Regions from separate parts of the Sus scrofa genome. Here regions 1 and 3 are each linked to region 2. The links are chromatin contacts, called in public HiChIP or PLAC-seq maps. All regions are on one chromosome and are shown on one strand. The core of a region is the stretch at or near the end of the contact, and the rest is flanking DNA. Distances in the headings are between cores, read along the strand shown.

Region 1 (2,897 bases), core at 267-2,766, 200 kb before region 2:
CCACTGAGCCATGATGGGAACTCCTCCAGCCTCTTTTATCTCCTCCTCCTCCAATTATAAGCAATGAGGCCATTGGCTGCTCAGGAAGGACCCCACTCTCTTCTGCATCCTTGCCTTAGCTCAGAGGATGCCTGGCATCCTCTTGTCTGAGCATCCACCATCCATCTGCCTTTGGAAACCTGCCTGCTCTTCAGGGCTCAGTGCAAAGGCTTTTTCTTTTATGATGTTTCCCTTTGGCCCTCTGCTCCAAATGAATACACCCTCTCCTTTTGCCATTTGTTTGTATTTTTCTTCCTGGTGAATTCAATTCTGCCTTGTATCATGGTTACTTACGGCCTTGTCTGCTTCTTCTTACTGGATGCTTAGTCTTTGAAAAGCTAGAAGAGTGTCCTTTTCACCTTTGTGTGTCCAACACACAACCTTACACATGTCAGGAGCTCAAAAATATGAACAAAATGTGGGGATCAATCTGGAATTAACAAATACTCCCCTGTCAAAAGAAGACAGTATATGTATGTGTATATACATACAGACATACCTATATATATAGTTAAAAATATATATATAGTTAAAAATAGCTTGATATGTTGGGAAAATGTGCTTTGTTTCTTTGTTTGTTGTTTGCTTTTTATGGCTGCACCTGCAGCCTATGGAAGCTCCCAGGTTAGTGGGTGAATCGAAGCTGCAGCAGCCGGCCTACACCACAGCCACAGCAACACGGGATCCAAGCCACACCTGCAACCTACCCTGCATCTCGAGGCAACGCCGGATCCTTAACCCGCTCAGTGAAGCCAGGGATGGAACCTGTGTCCTCATAGATACTAGTTGGGCTTGTAACCCGCTGAGCCACAACGGGAACTCCCCAGATGTGCATTTTTGAATGCTCAGGTTGTAATCCTTTATTGGGTAAAATGACACGTTCATGGAAACTCCTCTCCTAAATGTGCATCTAGCCCCACCCAATATGGTGACATCCCAGGCAGGAGACAGGATAACCTTGCCAGGACCTAATTTTTGAATGTGCAGGGCGCATGTGGATCTTATTTTGAAATGACTGAAAATTCTCTAAGTCTGGCCTGAGAGGAAAATCTGAGTCCCTTTCCCCATATGCTGATAATACAATCTGAGCACAAAGAGAAGCAACTGATAAACCTACAGACCTGGTCTCCATCTGCACGAGGAAGGGTGTGAACTCAATGAGCCTTTGTGCGTCGTTAGAGTTTGAAAAAGATGACACCTTCCTTTATTTTCTTTGAGAGGTTTAGTCCATCTTAATTTAAAAGGAAAAAAAAAAAAGAACCCCTAATTTCTCCATGGGTCAGGCTTTCACAGCGCGGGGAAAAGAGTGACTTTTACAAACGCACTGCTTATTTTGTGGTGACTGCAGAGCCTAATATCTAATCTACTTCCCCACTTCCTGTGTTATGAAATGCTGGGCATAGTTTTCTCTTGGCTCAGTTGCATTTCGATAAGAGCCAAGAGCTGGAATGAAAGACGCAGCGAACACTGCCCTCTTTCGTCCGCCCAGGGTTTGTGCCGCTTCTTCCGGATGAATGTGCGTAAGGCTCAGTCAACCTTGGTGTGTAATTCCGTTTTAATTGTTCCCTGTGTGACCCTGTTTTAGCAACCTGGGACATCTTTATTTTGGTGTCCCAAACAGTTTAGCTTACCCAGGGCCACCGCTTTGCACCCCAAACCATTTAATGATGGTTGTTCCGTGCTGCCCCTCAAATGCGGGTGTAAGGCAGAAAAGAGGATCTGTTGTTGGCAGTTTCTCTGCTCCGTTTGGATTACTAGGGAGCAAAAGATAAAACCCGGGCAGAAAGCAATGTGTCAGCAGGAACGGACCAAGGTTCCCTACCCACTGGGTAACCCTTTGCTTGGGAGAGATGGTTTCGTCTGAGTAGCTTGAGAACTTCTCAAATAATTCGGTTATGAAGCTCTTGTAACTGTCTTGGGAGATAGGAAGGAAGAGACTTTGTGGACAGAATAAATTGCCAGAGCACTTGAACTGACCAAAGCAGTGCTGGCAGGGAAGGGCCTTTCTGTTTTTGGAATGACTTATACATTTTTAAAAGGCCTATGTGGAAATTAAAAATTTATATGCCCTCTTTGAGTGGTTGACCTGAATCACGATTTGTAGTGACTTCTTTCTTGTGAGCCTATGTTTGGAGGGGCTTCGGGGTACACAGATCGGGGGGAGGGAAGAAGAGGTGCTGGGGGGCCCTGAGCTTATGAGGACAGGTTAGAGCCCTCTTGGCTCTGTGCCTGAATGCAAATTACTTCATTTGGGGAGTTCTTGTGTTTCAGTGAGTTAAGAACCCGACTGGTATCCATGAGGGTGTGGGTTCAATCCCTGGCCTCGCTCAGTGAGTTAAGGATCTGGTGTTGCCATGAGCTGTGGTGTAGGTCACAGATGAGGCTTGGATCTGGCATTGCTGTGGCTGTGGCTGTGGCTGTAGCACAGCTGCAGCTCCAATTAGACCCCTAGCCTGGGAACTTCCATATGCCACACTTGCAGCCCTAAAAAGAAAAAAAAAATTCACTTCATTTGGTTTGAAAGCTTTAAACGTCATATTGTTGAGGCTTCTGTGCATCAATTAATCATCTTCTGTGTCCGTGCACCTGCTGTGTATGCAATCAGGCATCAAGGCGCCTAGGAAAGATGTGTTCTGATGGGAAAGGGGAGACTTCATTGGGGCTTCAAATTCTAGGAAATCAAGTTTGTGGTCTGCAAACTGAATCACTCTGTTCTTAAATTTTAGCCCGAGTTCCTGCAGCTTTGGGTCCTTCCTTTCCCAGGACAGTTCTGGAGACAGACCTTCAGCTCCATTCTGCTCCGAAGGGAACTTGTGCTGTGTCAGGTCATTTGGAAAAAATGATGAGATCAAGTCATT
Region 2 (2,700 bases), core at 183-2,682:
GCCTAGTATCAGGCACACCTTAAGTATTTAACAGATACTTTTAAAAATCGCATATGTCGTTTTGTTTTCTTTATGAGTTAGGATTCTAGGCCAGCGCAGGTGGCTGGGGGACAAGATCGTAATATGTACTCAGGGGCCTGTGCTGGGGTGGTGAAGCTGAGGGTGACCCCACGCTGTGTCACAGCCCCGGGAATCCCCAGATGTGCACCGATGGAAGGGTTTGCTGCAAAAGGAAGAAGAGTAAACAGGGTCAGGGAGCTTACAGGAGCTCAGAGAAAGAGTTAGGAGCAGAGGGGTCAGTCACTAAAGCAAGCTCAAGATGAATCCCTGACAAGAAGGAGTTCCCGTAGTGGCTCAGTGGTAATGAACCCGACGAGTATCCATGAGGACTCAGTTCAATGCCTGGCTCCGCTTATTGGGTTAAGGATCAGGTGTTGCCGTGGGCTGTGGTGTAGATCACAGACACGCTCAATCTGGTGTTGCTGTGGCTGTGGTGTAGACTGGTAGCTGTAGCTCCAATCCTACCCCTAGCCTGGGAACTCCCATATGTTGTTGGAAAAAAAAAAAAAAAAAAAAAAAAAAAGGAAACCCTGGCAAGGAAACCTCATGCTCTTTTTTTTGTTTGTTTGTTTGTTTTAATTGTACTGGAGGATAGTTAACTTACAATATTATGTTAGTTTTGGGTGTACAGCAAAGTGAATCAGCCATACATATACATATATCCACTCTCTTCAGATTCTTTTCCCATATAGGTTATTACAGAGGATTGAGTGCAGTTCCCTGTGCTATACAGCAGGTCCTTGTTAGTTATCTATTTTATATACAATAGTGTATCTATGTTAAGTCCAACTTCATAATTTATAATCCCCTCATGTTTTCCCTTTGGTAACCATAAATTTGATTTCAAAGCCTGTGAGTCTCTTTCTATTTTGTAAATAAGTTCTTTTGTATCATTTTAAATTACATTCCACATATAAGTTATCTTACTTATATTTGCGTTTCTCTGTCAGAAACCTCACGCTCTTATCTGGAGTACTGCTCTTGGGATCTCACTCAAACTCCATCCTACAAAGGCGGGAGAGAGAGACAGAGAGAGACCGGGCCAATGTGCAGCCACCCAACCCAGCTGTCTCTTGGAACTTGCTTCCTGCCTCGCTGGGGAGAGAGATGTGTTCTTGGCCCAGTCGTCATCCATGACCTTAGAGCACTGGGGGAGGCTGGCCAGGGGAAACAGAAGGACCCCTCCTTTTGCTGCCCTGGGAACCCTCTAGGGGATGCTTTAGGGTGAAGTCCGCACATGAGGTCATGGGGAAGGCAGCTCACCCTCACGGGGGATCTTGAGGGATGGTAGAGAAACTGCAGGGTCGGGGGACAGCCCGTGAGCTATTTTAGGCCAGGCCCAGGCTGGAGTCAATGGAGGTTTTGTTTATGTAACATCTGCAGAAGGCCCTTTGGAGAAAAATGACCCCAGTTTCCAGGCCAGGGCTGCAGCGAGCAGGGGTGTGGCAGGAGCTTCCTGTTGTTCTTGGCCCGGCTGCCCAGAGGGTGGTGCAGCTCCCCTCCTGGAGCTGCTGGTCTGCACTGCTTGCTCTTTCCTGTCACCCTTGCTCAGCTCCCTTTCTTCAGGGTAGCGCAGGCTGGGTGTCCCTCGGCCGAGGGGTGGTGGGGAAGTGGGGGGACTCAGGCTCCATGCCCCATAGTCGGCCTCCTGACCCCAGGCTTCTGCCCACTCTGTAGCCTCAGATGCTTCAGGGTATCCTTCCTGCACATGAACTTGGCTGAACATGTTCACTCTCAGAGCTGGTGCTGAGGGAAAGGGGTAGGGCCCAGGGCAACCCAGCCTGGGCCCAAATCCAGCTCTGCCATTTGGTACTGCCGCCATCTAGGGCAAGTTGCATAATCCCCTCAGTTATTTATTACATGCAAAAATGCATATAAATCCATCAGACATAAATAATACATGTCAATTTCCCTCCCACCAGCCTTGCTCCAAAGCACTAGGACTATTTTCGTATCTTTTTGAAACACAGATCCCCTTGGTGCTGAGATCTAAAGGTTTGTGTCCCTCTAAAATTCATATGTGGAAATCCTGACTCCCAAAGAGATGGTATTTAGGAGGTGGGGCCTTTGGAAGGTGATGACATCATGGGGGTGAAGCGCTCGTGAATGGGATTAGTGCCCTGATAGAGGGACTCCAGAGAGATCCCTCCCTTCACCACATGAGGATTCCACTCAAGAGATCTGCAACCCAGAACATTTATACTAATTCTATGATCTCAGACTTCCAGCCTCCAGAACTGTGAGAAATAACTGCCTGTTGTTTATTAGCCACCAGGTCTAAGGTGTTTTGTTACAGCAGCCTGAATACAGCAATTGGGAAGGGTAGGAGTAAGAAAGACATATATTTATTTATTTGCTTTTTTAGGGACCGCACCTGCAGCATATAGAGGTTCCCAGGCTAGGGGTCAAATTGGAGCTATAGCCGCCGGCCTCTGCCAGAGCCACAGCAACTAGGGATCCGAGCCTCATCTTCAAACTACACCGTAGCTCATGGCAGCACCAGATCCTTAACTCTCCCACTGAGTGAGGCCGGGGATCAAACCCACAACCTCATGGTCACTAGTTGGCTTTGTTTCCACTGTGCCACAATGGGAACTCCAGAAAGACTTTTTTAAGTTTAAGTAAAATGTACATCCATAA
Region 3 (3,023 bases), core at 99-2,598, 230 kb after region 2:
CATTTATCGTGATGGGGTGATTGCCAGAGACGGCCGGCTACTGCCAGGAGACATCATCCTAAAGGTAGAGACCATGGCTTTGGAGCCTTCTTAATAAAAGTCACTTTAGAGAAGATGGATGGATGGATGGACGGACGGATGGTTGAATGGATGGTTGAATGGATGGATGGGTAACACACTCATTAAATGTGGAACCGTCACTTTCCATAGTTATTATGTTATATGACTCTTCTTACAAGATTTGTGATTTGAGATCAGTCTTTGCCCTTCTGTCCTTCTTGTTCTTTTGCTCTCTCCTTCTCTCTCTGTATAAGTACTGTCTCTGTATCATTTTGTCTGTCTTCCTCCATCTCCCTTCTCCTGTCTCCCCTCCCTTATCTCTCCTCCCCCTCCTTATCTCTTCCTTCGTCTCCTCCTCCTCCTCTTCCCCCCACCACTTCCTCCTACTTTAAGTAGCAACAACATAAAACAATATAAAACTGGAGCATAGATCTTCTTCAGTTGTTTTTAGGGGAGTTCGCATCATGGCTCAGAGGAAACAAACCCGACCAGGATCCACGAGGACGTGGGTTCAAATCCTGGCCTCACTCAGTGGGTCAAGGATCTGGTGTGGCCATGAGCTGTGATGTCGGTTGCAGATATGGCTCGGATCTGATATTGCTGTGGCTGTGGCATAAGCTGGCGGCTACAGCTCCATGTGCCATGGGTACAGCCCGAAAAAGACAAAAAAAAATTTTTTAGGGCATATTAATGGAACATTTTGCATTTTATCTAATCCCTCACATTCACACACCCTTCTAAAATAAATTTCCTATAACTTGATGTCTCTTTATGAAAACAAAACAAAACAAAAAAAAAACACAAAAAAAACCCAAGACCCCAAGCGATCCCTGCCAACCCACAGACCTTCCAGAGGAGACAGGTGGAGGGGGGAACAGAACGCCTTACTATTCCCTGAGACTTGGTGGAGGGGAGGATGTGAAGGAGGAATTTTCAGAAGAAGAGAAAGGATAGAGGAAGAGCTGTTTATCAGACAGAAGTCCAATGTGTGCCAAGAGTGATAAGAAATCCCCCTCACTTGGTCATATATTTCCTGTCTGATACTCAGATGACAGTTTCATCCATCCCTTCAGGGTTACTGAGGGGCCAGCTCCTGACACAGCATGAGCTGTTCCTCTGGCAAAGCAATTCTTATTCTTTGGACTAAGAGGAGAAAGAATTTCAAGTGGTCGTTGGAGAAACACTGATAGTCCCGCTGGCCTCCGAGGTGGAGTTCGAGGCAGGGCCCATTCACCACAAGGGACCGTCAGCGTTCAAGCAGCGACACTCTGCATGGCTTCCTCCCAGTTCTATGGAAACTCTGCTGTGGGGGAGGCTCGCATAATGAAAACATCGTGATCCCTATGGCCTTCCACTGGCGCTTGCCGGCAAAAGAGCAGCCAGGACGGTTTTGCAGGCGACCCTGATTTTCTCGTGGTCTGAGTGTGAGGGGGGAAACAAGCCAGACACAGGAGGAAGGGGAGGAGAGCTCACCTGTGCCTGGACAAAGGGGGGAGCTTTGTCTGTGCGCACGGGAGCCTCCCTCCAGCCCTGGAGATGCAGCAGCAGGATGGCCCATGAAAATCCCCCTCCAAGGCTCAGTTGGCCGCAAGGACAAGAAATCTTACCAAACCACAGAAATCCAAGAAGGTTGTTTCTCTTCTGTAGGGCCTCCTCCCGTAAGCACAGAGTGCAGTGCTGCTGGGAAATTTTCTCCCCAAGCCTCAACCACCACTGGGAGCTGAAGCCCTCAGGCTGAGCCTGCTTGGAGTAATTCAAACCCGAAAGCCTCTCGCAGCATCAGCCCTGCAGGTCCTTAGTGAAGGACAACTGAGAGGGCCAAGCTGACGGACATTTAAGTAGCTTAAGAGAGTGTGATCCAGACTTTCAGTAAAAGAGTCTAGAAGTTTCCATTCACATCAGTGTTTGAAATAGCGCAGAGCTGTTTTCTTCTGTCGAGAACATGAGCAAAAGACCTTGGAGGCGAGTACTTTGAGACTTCACACAGGCACATGCACACAGTCACACCTTTTCACACTCATTGCACGTTTGCCAATACATGTACACACACATCCCCCCCATGGGCGTGCACACACGCACACACACACATACACACACACACAGATTACGACCTTTCATACACATTCACACACTTGCCAATACAAATGTATTCATGTACACACACATCCACCCTCCAATACACACACACACACACACACACACACACACACAGAGTAGCGGGGTGGCGAAGTTCCAGTACGCGTGACCCAGGGAGGAAAAAGTCCTTTGGAGATATTTGGAAAAAAAAAATGTCAACTCAGTTGGAATTGAACAGCAAGTTTAATATAATTATTGGAGGTCAATGGGACTTTTTCTTTCCTTCTTTTGCCTTTTCCCACTTTTTCCTTTTTCTTGCCCCCTCTAGATGAAAACGTCAGTTTAGCCAGCACCAGAAATGAGAGTTAGGACTGTATAAATAAATGTGAGGGCCTGTGTAGGGACAGGGCTGAAGAAAGATGGTGTCTACTGAGAGATTTGAAAAGGTGTGCAGGTAACACCCAAGGAAAACGGAGTTAGGAACCCTGTGGGATGATGGGGGTTATCTGGACGTTTGGACAGAGGTTAAGGTGACAGCAGAGCGGTCCTTCAGGAAGGGCCCTGGTGATCTGTGGGCTGGCCTTTTAGGCAGGGTTGCAGGGGGTGGTGCTGATGGCTCGGTCACTCCAGATTCTGAGGGCCCCTTCCGGCAGGTCAATGGGATGGACATCAGCAACGTGCGTCACAGCTACGCCCTGCGCCTCCTGCGGCAGCCGTGCCATGTGCTGCGCCTGACAGTGCTGCGGGAGCAGAAGTTCCGGAGTAGGAATGACACGCCGCCCCTGGACACCTACGGGCCCCGGGATGACAGTTTCCATGTGATCCTCAACAAAAGCAGCCCCGACGAGCAGCTTGGCATAAAACTGGTGCGCAGGGTGGATGAGCCT

What was found. HiChIP or PLAC-seq counts read pairs in DNA pulled down with a chosen protein or histone mark.
Region 1: a contact with region 2 is called in an H3K27ac HiChIP or PLAC-seq map of skeletal muscle, with 9 times the contacts expected there. The contact joins two enhancer-like sites. A contact is called at or near these places in 9 of 47 Hi-C or Micro-C datasets (embryonic fibroblasts, fetal heart ventricle, heart right ventricle and 3 more) and 1 of 2 datasets of contacts at active chromatin or transcription factors (skeletal muscle).
Region 3: an H3K27ac HiChIP or PLAC-seq map of skeletal muscle shows a contact between it and region 2, with 9 times the contacts expected there. The contact joins two enhancer-like sites. A contact is called at or near these places in 1 of 47 Hi-C or Micro-C datasets (liver) and 1 of 2 datasets of contacts at active chromatin or transcription factors (skeletal muscle).

The regions. Positions count from the first base shown.
Region 1 is chr8:40,700,965-40,703,861 of Sscrofa11.1, reverse strand. No RefSeq gene overlaps it. Among named protein-coding and RNA genes, the nearest start is that of CHIC2, 140 kb to the left of the region's middle. Within about 2 kb of position 1,516, at least 12 of the 83 cell types and tissues checked have an H3K27ac peak or open chromatin away from gene starts, as enhancers often do. A contact at or near this core is called in skeletal muscle, where this site is marked.
Region 2 is chr8:40,500,708-40,503,407 of Sscrofa11.1, reverse strand. No RefSeq gene overlaps it. Among named protein-coding and RNA genes, the nearest start is that of LNX1, 29 kb to the right of the region's middle. Within about 2 kb of position 1,432, at least 19 of the 83 cell types and tissues checked have an H3K27ac peak or open chromatin away from gene starts, as enhancers often do. A contact at or near this core is called in skeletal muscle, where this site is marked.
Region 3 is chr8:40,265,991-40,269,013 of Sscrofa11.1, reverse strand. LNX1 (E3 ubiquitin-protein ligase LNX) reads left to right here. Exons shown (of 15, transcript XM_021101221.1): 9 at 1-64; 10 at 2,790-3,023. Among named protein-coding and RNA genes, the nearest start is that of FIP1L1, 110 kb to the right of the region's middle. Within about 2 kb of position 1,348, at least 8 of the 83 cell types and tissues checked have an H3K27ac peak or open chromatin away from gene starts, as enhancers often do. A contact at or near this core is called in skeletal muscle, where this site is marked.